2 separate regions of the Mus musculus genome follow, and region 1 is linked to region 2. The links are chromatin contacts, called in public HiChIP or PLAC-seq maps. All regions are on one chromosome and are shown on one strand. The core of a region is the stretch at or near the end of the contact, and the rest is flanking DNA. Distances in the headings are between cores, read along the strand shown. Region 1 holds the start of Tmem40 (transmembrane protein 40). Region 2 has its middle 6.6 kb from the start of Gm24008.

The links. HiChIP or PLAC-seq counts read pairs in DNA pulled down with a chosen protein or histone mark.
Region 1: an H3K27ac HiChIP or PLAC-seq map of embryonic stem cells shows a contact between it and region 2, with 35 read pairs. The contact joins the promoter of Tmem40 here to the enhancer-like site in region 2. A contact is called at or near these places in 3 of 39 promoter capture datasets (cranial neural crest, embryonic stem cells and neural stem cells), 18 of 484 Hi-C or Micro-C datasets (B cells, the C10 cell line, CD4 T cells and 12 more), 17 of 115 datasets of contacts at active chromatin or transcription factors (the HPC-7 cell line, T-cell acute lymphoblastic leukemia, bone marrow-derived macrophages and 9 more) and 3 of 9 other capture datasets (adipose tissue, liver and pancreatic islet).

Annotation. Positions count from the first base shown.
Region 1 is chr6:115,755,203-115,761,570 of GRCm38.p6, reverse strand. Tmem40 (transmembrane protein 40) reads left to right here and starts at 2,572. Exons shown (of 12, transcript NM_144805.2): 1 at 2,572-2,633.
Region 2 is chr6:115,714,264-115,720,114 of GRCm38.p6, reverse strand. No RefSeq gene overlaps it. Among named protein-coding and RNA genes, the nearest start is that of Gm24008, 6.6 kb to the left of the region's middle. Within about 2 kb of position 2,239, at least 261 of the 459 cell types and tissues checked have an H3K27ac peak or open chromatin away from gene starts, as enhancers often do. A contact at or near this core is called in B cells, DN3 thymocytes, T-cell acute lymphoblastic leukemia and 14 more, where this site is marked.

The sequences.
Region 1 (6,368 bases), core at 1,323-3,822, 41 kb before region 2:
TGTGTGTGTGTGTGTGTGTGTGTGTGTGTGTGTGTGTGTGTGTAAACAGCCAGACCCCTGGGGCTCACAGCAGGGGAGATTTCTTTTCTTTTCCTTCTACACTTATAGGGCATATGTATGTATCAGGTCTAACAAGTCACTGGGGCTTCTTCAAGAATCCCATGGTCTAATCCCAAGAACAATAAGGCATAGCAAAGGCTGGGTGTCATTGGCCAGCAGACACAGCACCCTGTCATATGTAGGGAGCTGCTGCCTTATCATTTTAACAAATGGGGAAACTGAGTCTCGGCTGTCTGACTGTTGTCTGTAGGGTGCACGTGCCTGCTGAGTCAGGGGTCTGGGTAGTAGTTCTGGAATGCAGGAAAGCTGTCAGTCAAGCCCAGCTGCTGTGCTGACTCCCCGGGGGCTGTCAGCTGTGCTCCATCCTGGTGGGAGGCTGTGAGTCACCCACACACTGGGCACTGACATCACCTGGGTGGAGCTAAGGTGGGGGGGGGGCTCCTTGACACCTCAGACAGGTCCACCCTGACTATGACATCTGCCCACTCGGAGGTACTGCTGTCAGGCTCCAGGTAAATATCCAAGCAGGTGCTTCAGGAGAGGCAGAGAGGGAAACTGAGGCACGGGGTGGGGGTGGGGGGAAGTGCCTCATGACAGAATCAGAAGAAGGGAAACCAAAGTTAGACGATTCCTTTGAGAAGGCACTTCCTGTGTGCCAGTCATTTAAGCCTTCAAGATGGCAGAAAACATTCAGACTGGTGGGGCTCTGACATGAGCATGTGTCAGCGCAGATGTGCTAGGATAGCCTGGGGACAACTTGTGATTGCATGTGGCTAGGAAGGGCCCCGGGGGTTTAGCAGTTTCTAAGGGGTTTCCAGGTGATTTTGTCTCTTGCTCATCTGAAGTGAGTACATTATGAGAATAAATAAGGTTGTTTGTTTGTTTGTTTGTTTGTTCTCATACCATATGGAGTGATGTCTGGAGTGTGCCCTCCACCCTCCCCACCACCAGACACGCACACATCAGGCTAACCTTTCTGATCGCTTTCTCATGCAGCAAAATTGACTGAATGCCTTCTACACATTGGTCCCTGTCCCAGATCCTAGAGCACGTGCTTAATGAGGAAATTTGCACCAGAAAATAACGTGTGGAGTGTGGAACAGCAGGGCAGACTGAGGCAGGCTGAGGCAGGCAGAGGCAGGCTGAGGCAGGCAGAGGCAGGCTGAGGCAGGCAGAGGCAGGCTGAAACAGGCTGAGGCAGGCTGAGGCAGGCTGAGGCAGGCTGAGGCAGGCTGAGGCAGGCTGAGGTAGGCTGAGGTAGGCTGAGGAGGAGCTAGCGTCCTAGCAGGCTGATCACAGCAGGCCCTTTGGGAAGGTAACATTTGAATAGAGACCTAAAGAGTGAAGAAAGAAGGCTTTCTAAGGGAAAGAGTTCTGAATAGAACAGCCAGTGCAAAGGTCCTGAGGTAGGTGCCTATCTGGGATAGCACTGGCTGAGGGAGAGAGGCTGTCATAGAGTTAAGGTCGGAACAAGAGGCATGGGGCAGATGGACTTCGAGAATGGGCTGTGCCCTGAGAACTGACAGTTATTCATAGTGGGTACGGAGCTAAATTGGCTGCCCAGTTGGACAGCAATGGGGGAGGGGCAGGGCAGAAGCCGGGGAAGAGAAGTGGTGGTGTAAGAACCACATGGTGACTGTGGAAGTGGATTGGGGGCAGGGGTGGGGCTTGGGGGACAACAGAGGCAGGCCTGTAGGACTTGCTTCACAGGTTGAGCACATGCTGAGCTTGAGCAAATAGTCATGGGTCGGGCCTGAGACTAGGATGAGCGGGGCCTTCTTTTCCAGGAAGCTCATGGCCCTGCCTTTTATCCCTGCTGGTCGGTACTCCCCTGGACAGTGGCAGCAAACATTTCCTGTCCTGTTGCTCAGGGTGACTGATGAGTGAGCACAACGCAGAGGTGGCAGCTGGGTGAGGTAACCCTTGGTTTCCTGCCTCTTGAGGACTGAGTTCCTACCCATCCTAGCCAGGCGGCTGCTCTCCTGACCTGCCTCCTTGCTTCCACCCAGTTCCCTCCCCAAGGGGAAGCACTGTATGGCTTTCAGCCCCTCTCCATGGTCCCTGAACTCCCTCGTCCTCTCCATACACCACTCCAGCCTTGGTATCCAGAAGCAGGGAACATGACAGCATCTTCTAACTTGCAGGGCAGGTCGGGACACATGGCTGGAACCTGAATCAGCCGCCTGGGCAAGGAGGAGGAACCCAAGACAAACCCTCAACTCCTCCCTTCCTGGAGTTTGTCACGACCTGGGGAGGTCCACCATGGTTGCCACTCGGGGCTTCAGGTTTTAGTGTGATCCTGGGGTCTGTGGGGGTGTGTTTGCCACCATCAGCCCCTCTTAGGATGCTGGGGGAAGAGGCAAGTCAGACAGGAAGGCCTGGGGGCTGATAGCACCACAGGAAGGAATGCCAATGCCACAGCACCAGGGTGAGCCAGCGGGGGCCCAGGGGCAACGTCATGGTTGCCCCGCCCTCTGCTGTCACGGTGCCATGGCCTCTCCTTCCCCAGCCCGGCCACATTCACAGTCAACACACAGCTCACCTTGCAGCTCACATGAGCCCAGGGACTCCAGGTAATGGGACATGGGACATGGGACTGGTCAAGCAGGGGTGGGGGTGGATCGGGGTGGTTTCAAGAGGATTGGGAGACATGGTTGATCTTTAGGCTCCCTGTGCTTCCTTGGTGGCCTGGGATGGAAGCCCAGCTCTGCACCTCCCTGGCTTGCTGAGGCCCCTCAGTGTCCGTTGTGGATGACATCGGGGCAGGATGGACCATTTGCCCCTCATATTTGTTTTGACACTTCCATAGCTTAGACAGTCCATGACCAGCGCTGACTCTTATCACTGGCTTGCTGTGGACTTTTAGAAATGCCTGGCCTCACTGGACCTCAGTTTCCCCATTTGGAAATGAAGGATTTGACTAAGTATCTAGAGGCTTTTCTCAGCCTGTTGTGGTGGAAGCCAGAAGCTTAGGGAATGCAAAGGGTCTCAGCCTCGGCCTCTGGCTCAGATCAGGTAAAGCCACCTTCCTCCCTCATAGCCTCTCATCACGAGGGATGGCCCCAGGGGAGAGGGTGCTGGCAGACCCCAGGGAACCACACTCAGCCCTCTTGGGGGTTACTTCTCCCTATGACAGCCATCCTCATCCGGTGGTTTCTGCTCAGAGTATCCTGGTCCTCAAGCCCCCAACAGGTCTTTTAAAGGGGACAGAATGGTGCTATTGTCCTCTTTAGTTCTGTTTAAAACTGCCCTAGATAATCCAGGGCCCTACCTAGAGGTAGGAGCATGTGTTAGGGGAGGCATGGTGAAAATAATGTGTGTGGTGGTGGTGGTGGTGGTGGTAGTGGTGGAGTTGTGGGGGGGGGACACCCTGTTTTGGTCAAGGAAACAGATCTGTAGAGAGTGGGACCAGAACTCTGGGTGATGTGGCCTCTGCCACACTAGCCCATCTGGCTCTAACATTCTCCTGAAGCTGCTTTCTCAGCCACGTCTGTTCTCCCCCACCTGTGTGTGTGTGTGTGTGTGTGTGAGACTCTTCCTCTGTCTTTCTGTCTCTCTCTGTCCCTCTCTCTCTGAAACAGCTTTGTTGAACCAGACATGACAACATATACCTGTAACCCCAGCACTTGGGAGATGGGGTCAGGAGAATCAGGAGTTCAAAGTCACCCTCAACTATACAATAAGTTCAAGGCCAGCCTGGGCTACATGAAAGCCTGTCTCACCTGCCTCCTTTATTGACAGATGGGCTTTGTCTGCTGTAATCGTTCCCTCTTTACAAGGACAATTCAGAGGTTTCCCATAGACTCACTGAATTATACAACCTTGGCTATCAAATTCAAAACACTTCTCATCCCAGGATAGGGCTGGTCCTGTACAACGGGCACTTCCCCCTCAGGAACTAGTTGCTTTGACCCCATGGATATAGCTAGGCATTTCGGAGCCTGTAAAAGAAAAAAATGTGTCTGTTTGTTTAATATGTGTGTGTGTGGAATACATGTGTACATTGTGCATGCTATGACACAAATGTGGAGATGAGAGGACAACTTTTTTTTTTTCTTTCTCAAGACAGGGTTTCTCTGGGTAGTCCTGGCTGTCTTGGAACTCACTCTGTAGACCAGGCTGGCCTCGAACTCAGAAATCCGCCTGCCTCTGCCTCCCGAGTGCTGGGATTAAAGGTGTGTGCCACCAACTTTTGAGAGCTAGTTCTCGCCTTCTGCTATGTGAATGATGGGAAACTGAACTCAGGAGGTCAGGTTTGGTGTCACGTTTACCCTCTGATCTCCCTCACCATCCCTGGCTGGGCAATCTGTGTGTGTGCAGTATTTAGTCCCTTCTGACTTGGATGCTCATCCACATGACATTAGATCGCCCTGCCTTCCCCTGCATGGCTGTGCATCCATTGGCCAGTTGACAGAGACTTCTGTTGTTTCCACCGTCGGGCTATTTTCAATGATGCTGCCACAGTTGTTCAGGCACTGGTCCCTGTGTACCTATGGGTTTTCACTTCTTTTTAAACTTTCTTTCTAAGTTATACTTACTTAGTGTGGGAGGTGGGTATGTTTGTGTGCATGTGCACATACTATGGTGCATGTGTAGAGGTGAGAGTACAACTTGTTGGAGTTGGTTCTCTCCTGTTGTTAAGTCCTGGGGATTGAACTCTGGTTGTCAGGCTTGGTGGCAAGCACCTTTACCCATTGAGCAGCCCAGAATTCAATTCTTTTTTTTTTTTCCTGGCTTTTCAAGACAGGGTTTCTCTGTATAGCCCTGGCTGTCCTGGAACTCACTCTGTAGACCAGGCTGGCCTCGAACTCAGAAATCCACCTGCCTCTGCCTCCCAAGTGCTGGGATTAAAGGTGTGTGCCACCACCACCGCCCGGCTCAATTCTTTTGAGTATATACCTAGCAGTGAAGTCCAGGATCAGCTGGTAACTATGATTAGCATTTTGAGGAACTGCAAACCTGTTCTCCAGGACAGGCTACACAATCTTACCTTGCTGCCATGGCTCTAAGGACACCTCTGGTGTCTTCTCATTCCTGTCAACACTTGTTCCCTTCTGTCTCATTTTAACCGTGCTAGTGGGGGTGAAGTGGAATCTCATTGTGGTTTTGATTTGTGTTTCACAAATGAATGATGGTGTGGAGATCGATTGGCCATGTGTACGAGAAACTTGTATTCATATCCTTGGCCCTCTTTTAAACTGGGCTAGATGTCATTTTACTATAACACACACACACACACACACACACACACACACACACACACACACACACACACCAGCAATAACACAAACCAGCCTTTGCTCTTCAGGCATCCAGAGCAAACGCTAGTCCAGGCCTGAAGACAGAACAGCCACCTCCAGATCAGCCACTCGATGAAAACTCAGCACTCAGTGTGCTGTGCCGGTGAGCCGCTGGCTAGGCACAAATGCGTTTTCAATTTACCTTCAACCTATAGCGTGCTATCAGGAACTGATCCCACTGTAAGCTGGTAACCATCAGGGTCTATACATTAGGTGCTGTGCACTGGTGTCCTGAGGCCTGGTATCCACAGGGAGTGACACAGGGAGTGAAGTTGGCCACTGGGGGTGGGGGGAGCCACTTTTTTTTTTTTTGCACTCTTCTCATTATTGATCCAATAACCAGTTTGGCACAGGTGAGAGCTGAGTGTCCTCAATGGGAATGAGGCTGGCAGAGGACGTGGGAGAACAGCGCTGGGCAGGCTGCACTTTTCCTGTTCATGTACTTCCATGATTAGCACTATCTCTATCTGCGGTTTCTTTCTGGGGACTCTGGAGCCACGTGTTCACTCTTGGGGCTGACTCAGTGACAACTGTGTCCTCCGAGCCTCACGTCTACCCAGTGGGACTCCTGTGCACTGCTTGCCCCTCAGCCTGTACTGTGGGGCTCCCCAGTGTCCTTGGAGGCACTGTACACAGACACTTGTGCCCTGCTTGACACGGGCCAAGGGGGCACACCAGGACTGTGCTATGTGCTGTAAGCTGTTTATCGGTAAGAAGTATAGTAGAAAAAGGACCTGTGTGGGGACACGCACCTTAAATCCCAGTACTTAGGTGTCAAGTGTATCTAAGTTTGAAGCCAGCCTGCTTCACAGCGAGTTCCAGGACAGCCAGGGCTACATGGTGAGAGCCTGTATCCAAAAAAAAAAAAAAAAGGGTAGACAAAGACAAGCAGATCTTTTGTTTCTGTTCTGGAGGAGATGATTCTGGGCTTTGACATGATCACTAGCCATTACTGCTGACAAACTTGTTTCCACACTTGACTGTGCTCAGGGTCACCCAAAAGCAGTT
Region 2 (5,851 bases), core at 990-3,489:
ACATCGATACCCAAGAGAGAAGCACAGCCTCATGCAACAGAGCATAAGGGAAGACAGAAGACTCGAAGCAGCGCTGTGCAAGACAGCCCCAATCTGAAAGTAGTCCAAATGTCCCTGAGCAGAATGAAATTATTGTATAGTCATGTACTGAAATATTATACAGCAGTGCCAGCGAGATGACTTAGCAGGTAAGAGAGCTTAGCACCCAGGCCTAGCAAAACTGAATTCCATCCCCAGGAACCACACGGTGGGAGGAGAGAAACAATTCCGTGGCATAGCCCTCTGACCTCCATGTCTACGCTGTGGCGTGGACAGCTGAATCCCCACATCATACATTCACATACTAATTATTAATTTTAAAAGAAAATGAGAAAGCACATTTTCATGTAATAGCATTGATGAACCTCACAAACATAGTGTGATAGATCATTTTAATTTTTTAAAATTATGTGTGTGTCTGTGTGGAAGTATGTATACATGAGTGCCCGGTACCTTCAGAAGTCAGAAGAGGGTGTCAGATCCCCTGGGACTGGAGTTCCTGGCAGTAGTGAGCAAACCACCCAGTGGGTGCTGAGGATTGAACTCTGGGCCTCTGCAAGATCCGTAATCACTCTCAATGGCCGAGCCTTCTCTCCAGTGCCCATAAACATTAGATTGAATGAAATGTGTGACTTTATTTACACAAACTTCCCATTTTTAAATATGTATTCTGATAATTAAGCACAAAGCAAAAAGAATGCAGGCACAGCCCTGCAGATCCGGGAGATGTATGATTTCCTGGGCAGTCAATGTCTGATTGAATAAGGGAGTGGCAAAGTCCTCTGTCTTTGTTTTTTGTTTGTTTGTTTAGTTTAGTTTTTCTAGACAGGGTTTCTCTGTAACAAAGCCCTGGCTGTCCTGGACTCGATTTATAGACTAGGCTGCTGCCCTTGAACTGACAGAGACCCACCTGTCTCTGCCTCTGCCTCTGCCTCTGCCTCTGCCTCTGCCTCTGCCTCCTCTGCCTCTGCCTCTGCCTCTGCCTCTGCCTCTGCCTCTGCCTCTGCCTCTGCCTCTGCCTCTGCCTCTGCCTCTGCCTCTGCCTCTGCCTCTGCCTCTGCCTCTGCCTCTGCCTCTGCCTCCCAAGGGCCACCAAGCCCCTCTCATTTCTTTAGTTTTTAAGATACAGAATCTACAGGTAGCACAGGTTGTCCTCAGACTCAAATCCTCTTGTCTCTGAAAACTGAGTGCTGGGATTAAAGGCATGCCAGACTTCTGGATACTTTTCTACGTATTCCATGATAAAAATTAAGTAGAGAGATGAGTTAGTGATTAAGTGTGCATGTTGCTCTTCCAGGGAACCCGGGTTCTGTTCCCCACACCTACATTGAGCTGCTCACAGTGACCTGCAACTCCAGTTCCAGGAAGATCCAACATGTGTGGTCTCTGAGGCCGCCTGCATCCACATGTACACGCGCGCCCATGTGTGTGTGTGTGACAGAGAGGGAAAGTCAGAGAAGGAAAGAAACAGAGGGAGAAAAGGGAGAGAGAGAGAGAGAGAGAGAGAGAGAGAGAGAGAGAGAGAGAGAGAGAGAGAGAGAGGAGGGAAGTGGAGGGAAGTGGAGGGAGTAAGTTTGAAACCATGAACTTTGCTCTTCTGGACACAAGAGGGGGTGCTAACCGGTGACCAGCTAAGGAAACCAGGTTTCCTAGCAACAGAGAAAAACATTGAGCAGGAAGTTTCTAAGATTCAGTCGATGGATTTCAGCTCTGCACCTGCTTGGGGCAAGGCTCGCTCCTGGCACCTGGAGCCTTCTGTTGAGTCTTGAGCGTCCTTGACCTTTTGTGGGAAAGTGGAGTACTCCTGAACACGAGGTCAGATCGGCAGGGCTGGGGTGCTGAGCCCTGGATCGCCTTTCTTCCCTGATCTTTTCCGTAGGACTCCAAACCCCCTGGTGTTTCCCTCAAATGAAGAGGCAATTAAGGCATGGGAAGGAGGGAGTTTGCCTGGAGCATGCTGAGACTTCAGGTTGTAAAAACAGAAAGATTTGGGTTGCAATGACCATTCTTAGGTTTGTTATTTTAACAGATAAGTATTGGGTAAATAAGTATTAGGCAAATCCTGTGGAATAGTAATAACACAGGAAGAATCCACTGTGAAGCGGCTGGGCTGGGGCTCCGTGGTAGAATGTGCGGGGCGTTGCTGCCCGGATCTTGGCTGGCCCTGTGGCACTAGCAGGAGGTGCTGAGACCTTTAAGAGGCGGGGCTTACCTGAATAGCTGTGAGATCATTGGGTGCACGTCCTCAAAGGGACTGGTTGGACCAGTCTTTGTGTGTGATAGACTTACTGGGGAGACACAACACACACACACACACACACACACACACACATCTGTTCTCTCAGAAAGGGAACCAGTCTTTGTGTGTGATAGACTTCCTGGGGAGACAAACACACACACACACACACACACACACACACACACACACACACACACACACACATCTGTTCTCTCAGAAAGGGAACCAACCCCATGACAGAACCAAGAAACATCCACACCAAGGTCCAACTTGGTTAAACTAGTGAGATTTTATTGGTCTGCTAACAGGAGTGTGGGTGAGGGGTTATTTACAGTACCAGGTGTGGCTCAAAAACAGCTGCATCACCAAAAAGCCCCAAACAGAGTGACGACTCACAAAAGCAGCAACCCTGAAGCGCTCTGTACACCATGCAGGCAGCTGACAGATCCAAGATATCTCCTCTCTGCAGCTGGGCTGCTCAGAGTCTGTTCCAACAGCTGTTTATTCCTTCTGGAAAGCTGGAGAAAGACCTTCCAGATTCTCGCAAGTTTCTGCTTTCCCAGAAGGTGACCTCTTGTTTACCTCCGTGATCTCCCAAGGGCCCCTGACCCTGGAAGGAAAGTTTGGATTCCGTGGACTCTGCCGCCCAGCTCCAGCCCTCTCCTGCCTCTCTTGCACTCACTCGGCAACCGGCCTCCTTTGGCTCCAGCTTCCATGTTTGTCCTCACCACAAACCCAAATGTCTGAAGCCATGAGCCAGAACGAAGCTTTCCTCTTTTTAATTTGGTTCTCTACAGAACTGTCAAAGAAGCAGAAATCTGGCTAACAAATGGAGAAAGAAATTGAGAAATGGATCACAGTTAAACTCCTGCACAGGGTACTCAGCACACACACCGTACAGTTCAGAGCAGCCTGCAACGCCAGCTACAGAGAGCCAAAGCACATTTCTGGCCTCTGAGGGGATCTTTTGGATGCCCACTGTTAGCATTCTGTCTAAGCTCTGCCCCACAGTTACCTGGATTGCCAGGTATGTCTGACACTCTATAAAGGGGGCTGCTTGCCCCCTCCTTTCTCTCTTGCTCTCTCTTGCTCTTGCCTTCCTGCTCCTGCTCAGTCCTCCTCATGGCCAGTCTCTACTCCCCTCCTCTCCTCCTCTCCCCTCCCCTCCCCTCTCTCTCTGCCTTTCTCCACCTCTACTACCCTAACTCCCTTCCCCATATCCTGAATAAACTCTTTTCTATACTATGGTGCTATAGCTGGTCCCTCAGGAGGAAGGGATGCCTCAGCATGGGCCCTGCGATGGCTCCTTCCCCCACACCTCACCACACAGCCATAAAACATATCCCCCCTCTTTATCTTTTAATAAACACATCACCACTACATGCATGTCTCCATTTCCCTACATGCTGATCTACATGTAATTAACAACAAAATAAGTCTGTAAGAGAAAGAGGAAAAAAATAACACCGGAGATGCATGGAGACTAAACAGGATGACATGCAAATGTCTTCCCCAATCCAATGTATAAAAGAAATATTTAAAACCATATTTTAATTTATTTTATATTTTGAGACAGCGTCTTACTTTGTAGCTCTGACTGGCTTGGGACACACTGTATAGACCAGGCTGGCCTTGAATTCACAAAGACCTGCCTGCTCTGTCTCCTGAGTGCTGGGATTAAAGGTATGCCCAACCTATCATCATTTTTATTCTTATTTTAAAAGCTTATTTTTTTAAAGGTATGAAGCTGTTTATTGTCTCTAATAACCAGATAAATTAATGTTAAAACTTTGGGGAGGGAGTAATTTCTCTAGCAAGTGAAGAAAACCACTTTAAATAAGAGCTTGCTGTTAGGGAGGAACTTACAATTGTGTTGGGGCCTCACTCTGAGAAAGCAGTCTGGCTGCCACTAGCAGGAGCCATAGAATGGCTCTCCTAGACAGTGTGGTGATGTGTACCTGTAATCCCAGCACTTGGTAGGTGTAGACAAGACGCAGAAGTTCAAGGCTACCCTTAGCATCAAATCAAGTTTGAAGTCCGTTGGACTTGCAGGCGATCCTATCTCCAGACGTCCTTCTGTGATCCAGCAACTGTGCTTCAGACATAATTGGAAATGTGGCAAAAGGTACACATGACAATATTGATGCCAGTTTTCTTTATGATGTCCCCTGACCTGAAGCAGAGAGGGAGTCAGAGAGAGAGAGAGAGACTGAGAGACAGAGACAGAGAGACAGAGATGTGGGACTCCAGAGTCAACTACCTTGGACCCATGGGGGCTCACAGACTAAACTATCAACCAAACAGCATGCAAGTGCTGAACCAGGACCCATACACATTTGTAGCAGAAATGCACCGAGGTCTTCATGCGGGTCCCCTAACAATCAGAGAGGAGGCTGTCTCTGGCTGTTGCCTACCACTGGATGTCCTTCCTGCTAATGGACTGCCTGGTTGGGTCTCAGTGGCACACCATGTGCTTAGGGCCTACTGGGACAGGATATCCCAGGGTGGGGTGGTACCCAATGGGGGTTTCCCCTTTTCTGAGAAGGAGATGGGCTAGTGGGGGAAGGGATTTGGAAGGGTGGGACTGGGAGGAGGGGTGGGGCTCAAGATCAATATGTAAAGTGAGTAAATAAGAGAATTAAAAAAAGAGAGAGAGAGAGAGAGTCCATACTGATCTTGTGGAACCAGAATTCAGTTCCCAGAAGCCACGTTGGGCCCGCTCATGAGTTCCTCTAACTCCAGCTCAGGGAGTTCCAACAGGGCCTCTGTGGGCACCTGCATACATGTGGCACGCGCAGAGATACATACATAAAAATCCGTCTTTTTACGTTATCCTGGGGCCTGGGGATGTGGTTTGTGGACAAAGCGCTTGCCTAGCATTCATGAAGCTCTGGGTTTAATTCCCAGCACCATGTGGCAGGCAGCTCATGACCCTCCCCACCTCTCTAGCTCCAGGGGATCTGACATTCGCTTCTGACCTCTGTGAGCACCAAGAATTTACGCGGCACAGGTAAAAAATTCATATACATAAAAAATCTTTAAAAAAAATTAAAAATCTGCTCTTGCTCTGTCTCCTTGCCCCCCCCATGCTCATAACTGGCCTCTCTCTCTCTCTCTCTCTCTCTCTCTCTCTCTCTCTCTCTCCTCTCATCTCTCAACCCTCCTCCCCATGCCCTGAATAAACTCTATTCTATACTATAATTTTTTTAAAAAATCTTTTAAAGAACCAGCTTCTAGCTGGTTGTGCTGGGGCAAACTGGTGCAGTGTACCGAAGGGGTAGAGTCAGGAGAGTGGGCCTGGCAAAGTGGCTTTTTACATGTATTTTCACTTGGGGTCCATATGTTGAAGGATATGTTTGAAGGAGTCAGTTCTCTTCTTCCACAGAGTAGGTCCTGGGATCTCACTCAGGTCTTCAGCAGTAAACACCTTTTACCACTAAGCACCGCACCCAACAGCTTAGTTTCGAGACAACCTTGCTGTATTGCCCAGACTAGCCCGGAGCTGCTTCCTTTACTGCCAACTCTCCCCTACCCCCCACACCCTCACCCCCACCTCTGCTTCAGGTCAGAGGA